Linked DNA regions of Gossypium hirsutum: region 2 is linked to region 1. Evidence: chromatin contacts called from public Hi-C data. All regions are on one chromosome and are shown on one strand. The core of a region is the stretch at or near the end of the contact, and the rest is flanking DNA. Distances in the headings are between cores, read along the strand shown. Region 1 has its middle 13 kb from the start of LOC121215895. Region 2 has its middle 4.3 kb from the start of LOC107916963.

Region 1 (2,867 bases), core at 161-2,660:
AGTCTCTGAATTCCAAAATTCCTTGTATATGCTCAAGTTTCGAAATCAACCTCTGCTTATGGACAAAAATATTTCAAAGAACACGCTTATTCCATTCTTGGACCTCTTTTTGGAAATGCTCTAAGTTAGTAAACACATCCATATAATTTTTCCAACTACTATTTACAAGAGCCTTAAACTCCGCATGAAGCAACCAATTAGCCAAACAACGAAAAGGTCTAGTACCTCTGCTTTGCAACTAATTGTGGGAAACCAAAATTGAATGATCCGACTTCAGATGATACAAATTACTTATTGAGCAATTCGACGCAAAAGCATACCAACCCAAATTACATATAGCTCTATCCAAACATTGTGCAAGATTGGCTCTGCTTTAGGTGAATCGAGGCCTGCAGAAACCAAGTCTTGAAGACTATTATCAAACAGGAAATTCTGAAAACCATTATATCCATTCTTATGCTTGTTGCACCACATGCCCATTTCCAAAGCTCCAAAATCAAATTAAAATCTCTTTTTATAACCCACGATTCCCCAATAGTTTTAGCAAGAAAATCAAAATACTTATATAACTTCCGTTGCGTTGCTGGTTGTGGGCTAGCATACACTGTTGAACACAAAAACTTAGAGGGTCCTTATCTGTTTCTCACCCTCATAAGAATCACCTATGGATACAAATCCAGAATATCAACGAAGACATTGTCACACCAAAGAATCAAAATCCTCCCAGAAAAGCCCATTGCTTCAATTCTTAATGAATTTGCGAACCCAATTTTGTAATAATTCTATTCGCTTGAATACCACTGACCCATGTCTCAAAAAACACATTACATCTAGGCAAAACTCTCTCCTATAGCCACAAAATTATGGAAAAAGGGATGCCCTATTCCTTGGCAATCCTAGAAAAAGAGTTTTAAATCCATAAACCGAATAACAATAGAAAACACGAACAAGCCAACACAAGTTGTATAAAAAAACTTAACAACTAATCTCATTATTACCAATATCATCATCATCCATAACTTCCACATCCAAAAGTAGCACATCCGTCAGAAAATCAGTATCATGTTCCCGCATAATACCCTCTACTCCACCATGTGATTCACAGAACCTCCTAGCTCGTGATTTGATGATTTCTTCCATTAAACGTTACCGTCCTTAAAAGTTTGCACATATGGGTTTGAACACCCAATACTTGACTCTCCAAATTGAAACACACTTTTTTCTTTCCCTTTTATAGCATCGTACTCTCCACTCTCAACCACTCGAATTACCCCATGTTTGTTTCTGTCCAATTTCGACTGGAAAGATACAAGCGAAAATTTGAAACTTTTATCCTAACAGTTGGGACAAGTGGGCCTATTCTAGAGGCATCATCAAACCCATTTCCCCTATTCTTAACAGTTGACCCAATATTGGTATTAGTGGGTCGTTATACTTTTGGACCAACTCTAGGTTTACCTCTAATCACAATCCCTTTACTATTAGATTTAGCTTCATCCCCAAATATGTCTCTTTTTGCCCAAATTTCCCAGCCTTTGTGATATGGTTCTTCCATAAATCATGCCTTTTGATTTGATTAGGCTGGCTCCCTCTATCCACGATGCTAATTTTGGGATTAGATTCACTCAAATCCACTGTCAGAGCTAAAAACCATGAGCCTCATTGCCAGAAACATCATTTCTCACTATTTTCGTACTCCGAACCTTCCATATTTGTCAAGGCTCCACAAGCATCCATGGCTCATATGTTTCCTCTTCTGCACACCATTGAGGACCAATTTTTTTTACCACTGGTTCTCCCCTGCTAAAACGTCTTTAATGAGTTGCTCTTATTTCCCGTGCACAAATCTATATTATGGCCATAAATCCCACATTTAAAGTTGACAATTAGAAGTGAGTCATATTCGATTCTCTAAATACAAACACTAAACTTGATTTTCGAGACAGTGGTTTCTTTAAGTCCACACATATCACTAACCTAGTGAAACATCCCTGCCTTCCACTACTTGTAGGGGTAAGTGTTTGATCGAATCGAGTGAAACAATTTCAAGTTAATTGAGTTGACAAGTTGATACGAGCAACTCAGCCTAATTCAAAGGCCATAATAGAGATGAGCTTAGTTTCCTTCAAGGCTCAATTACGAGATCCAAATCCAAACAGATGAAGTTAAAACTCAACTTAGTGGTTCAAGACATTATCATGAAAAAAATTCTAGAAGAAGAGTTGAAGTTTCAATATGATGAATTCTGGAGTAATGATGAATTAGAAGAGACTAATTATGTTCGTAGGCCTAAACTCTCAATCTATGATGACAAGCTTAGGCATTTCACTTCAAGTACCCCAATTGATCTCACAAGCCTAGACGTTTCATATTGGGTTTGAGTTTTAAGCTTACTTTTTATTATATATGAGCCTCATATTTTATTTATCAACTTTTTTTATTTTATTATTATTTTATTCCAAATTTTTGACAATTATTAAGTACTTTAAGTTATCTAGGAATTTTATGTTAACAAGAAAGTTTAGTTTAAAACTACTTCTTGTTTAAGATTAAATTAGAATTCTAGTATACTTAGGAGTTTTATTTAGAATTATTTAGCTAGCCTATATATAGGCCTTTGCATTGTACAAAATACATTCAATTCATTATTATTCTATTCCTCTTTTGAGTTAATAAATTCTCTCTGGGTTTTTCTTTTCAAGAATTTCTCTCGAGTTTCTTTTAGAAGAGTTTTAGCAATCTTTTTAAATTGTGGGGATCATCTTCAAACTTTTTCTTGCCAATGTTTCTATCTTGAAGGGGAAATTAGAGCCGCTTGAAGGGGGTTGTGGATTCTTCGTGCTTCCAAGGCTTCTTAGGACTTCTAC
Region 2 (2,867 bases), core at 183-2,682, 160 kb after region 1:
TTGTGTAAACTAAAGCCTTACCACCGAACCAGTAAGTTCATTCTTGTTATAGTTAAGCAAAAATAATAGAAAAGCTAAATATTCACAGAAAGGGGTTGGAACAAAAATTTAAGGAAAGTGATCTAAACACAAGACCTCAAGCACATAAATAAAACTCTTAACCACTAAACTAGATTAATTCACTTTTTAACAATTAAAAAACAAAAACTTTACAATAGATATAAAATATTTGAAATATGAGTACGACAAGATTTGATTCATGGTTGAAGCTAGATGGTGGTCCAAGTCCGTTCAAAATTATTGTCTAGATTTTTTCTAGCTTGACCCTAGTTAAATCACTATTCATTTAATATTTAACATTAAAATAAAAATAAAATGTATTATCCATTTACGTTGGGGGGGGGGTGATACCTTAAAATTCACAAGGAAAACGCAGCATGCCGCCAACCACCAACAATGTTTCAAAGGAAGACTTATAGGAAAGGAAACTGTCTCATTTGAATTACCAGTCGCCCACACCCAATGGGAACACCGCATCCGATCTTCACCCCCCGCTTTTGTGTGCAGCTAAACTTCTTACTCTTGCATCTATAAATCTTTGCATTTCACAAATTGATTTCAATTTCTGACTAACAATTCATTTACAAAATTTCTTTTCTCAAAAATAAATTTACCTTCATCAATGACTATATTATTTTTAATAAATTTAATACATAAATTTATTTTTATTGAGCGTTGGTATCACTTTCTAATCGACTCTCAACTCAGTTGAAAAATTACTAAAAATCTTCTTTTTATAAAATAATAAATATTATTGTGAAGATATTTTTATCATTTCAATTAATAAGAAATTTATAAAAATGCATTTAACGAGATTGAACCAAAAATACCATAATTGTCAAATATTTTTACCATTTCAACTGAAACTCCATTTACTTTTTAAATCAATTTTTTTTACAAATTTATTTGTTACATAAGTTTTTCATAAATTTTTCACTCTGCCTTATGAACTAGTTTTAGGATCACTTGCAAATCACTTAGTTAAGTGACAACCTATAACATTAATCCAACTTATCCACAAACTTAAAGTAATTTAGATTGGTTCATTAACCAACTTAATTTTACATATTATATAAATATTTTAAATTTATTAAAATAATATATATATTAAATCAGTTAAGTAAATGACTAAATGTATGGGATTAATAATCGATACATAAATATTTTAATGGAGATCATAATCCACTAAACCAATATAATAGACTAATTTAATGGAATGGATTGGTTAAGTTGGTTATAAGGTTGGAGGTTTAGTCCTCTTTAATCTTTCTCAGTCACATTAAAGCATAATTTGAATAACAACCGTACACCGCACCATCTCTTTCCATTGATAGAAACAACCTCCAATGGAGGAACATTTTACCTTTTAATCCCTATGGCCTGCACTCTTTTTCGATTGAAAAGTCTTTTTCTGTCCTTTTCACACCCACAACTTTCCTATATGAATTTGGTAATTAGATTTATTTATTTGGTTTTTAAACTTGAAATTTATCAAGATTCGATAATTAATCTTTAGTTCTTAGAACTTGAATGGATTGGTCGTTCAAGCCGACTGGATTGAAAACTATTCAGTATACTAATCCAAATAAAATGGTTGAACCGATTGAATTGAAAACTACTCGAAATCAATAAAAATTAAAAAATGGGACAAAAAATAATAGTTGAATAAGTTGAGCTGATTTAATAATTTTTTATTTTAAAATTTTATGGATTTTAATTATTTATTTAATTATTGTTGGTCTAGTAGTTGAACCGATCAAACCGATTGAATGGGAAATTAGTGGTCTAACCAAGTCAACCACTGATCCAATTATTAGAATACTGTATGTGACACTCTAAGATTGTACCATGTCTTCATCTAAAATTTTATATATATATATATATTAATTTTCAAATAATGATGTTGTACAATCTCAAAGTGTTACATCATTAGACTTTTATATTTTTCATGTTCAAAGATTAAAATGATTTTAGTTACTAAATTCAAGTACCTAAGTGAATAAAAAAAATACAAGTACCAAAGTGGGGACCTAGTTGCTAAGTTCAAGGGTCGAAAACTATATTATCCCTTGTATGAAATATGGAGTTTTGATTTTTTAATTATTTTATTTTTATTCATTTATGTTTTCTTCAATATATTTTAAATCAATTTTGTTTAGCCTTTTCATTTAGTTGATTTATTTAATTTTTAAAGGAATTAGTCATTTATTTTAATTTTTTGTTTACAAGCTTTTAAGTTATTTATTATAAAAAATGTACTTATAAATTAGTTAATTAGTTAATTGTTTAAAGCATTTAAATAAGCTTATAAAATAAAGAAATTTTAATTTTAATTATCATTAAAAAAATATAAATATAATTTAACAATACATCTTTATATTAATGTCCTCAATGGTTATGCTCATTCCCATTTCACCATCACTGTGATATTTGCAAAATCAAACATATATCTCACAATTGATTTTAATTTCATAGTTATAACAACTAATTTCACCATTATTTTATATTTTTAATTTTATTGGAGCTAATTATATTGTTCATCCAAGAGGGGTGAATCTAGGAGGCTGGCAGGGGCCCTAGTCCCCTTAAAATTGAAAATTTTCTATTTTGGCCCTTTAAATTTTTTAAAATTTAAATTAGTAAAGATAAAATTGTATTTTAGCCCACTAAAATGATAAAATTTTGATTTAATCCTTTAAAAATTATATTTTTATTATAGTAAAAATTACAATTTAATTTCGACCCCCTAAAACAAATTTTGACTTCGCCCCTGTCATCCAAACAGAACATTAGTTGACAAAAATATG

What was found. Hi-C and Micro-C count contacts between places; a contact is called where the count stands out from the background.
Region 2: a contact with region 1 is called in a Hi-C map of leaf, with 1.7 times the contacts expected there. The contact joins two enhancer-like sites. A contact is called at or near these places in 2 of 34 Hi-C or Micro-C datasets (leaf and petal).

What each region holds. Positions count from the first base shown.
Region 1 is chrA01:92,976,346-92,979,212 of Gossypium_hirsutum_v2.1, forward strand. No RefSeq gene overlaps it. Among protein-coding and RNA genes, the nearest start is that of LOC121215895, 13 kb to the right of the region's middle. Within about 2 kb of position 1,411, at least 8 of the 9 cell types and tissues checked have an H3K27ac peak or open chromatin away from gene starts, as enhancers often do. A contact at or near this core is called in leaf, where this site is marked.
Region 2 is chrA01:93,140,344-93,143,210 of Gossypium_hirsutum_v2.1, forward strand. No RefSeq gene overlaps it. Among protein-coding and RNA genes, the nearest start is that of LOC107916963, 4.3 kb to the right of the region's middle. Within about 2 kb of position 1,433, at least 1 of the 9 cell types and tissues checked has an H3K27ac peak or open chromatin away from gene starts, as enhancers often do. A contact at or near this core is called in leaf, where this site is marked.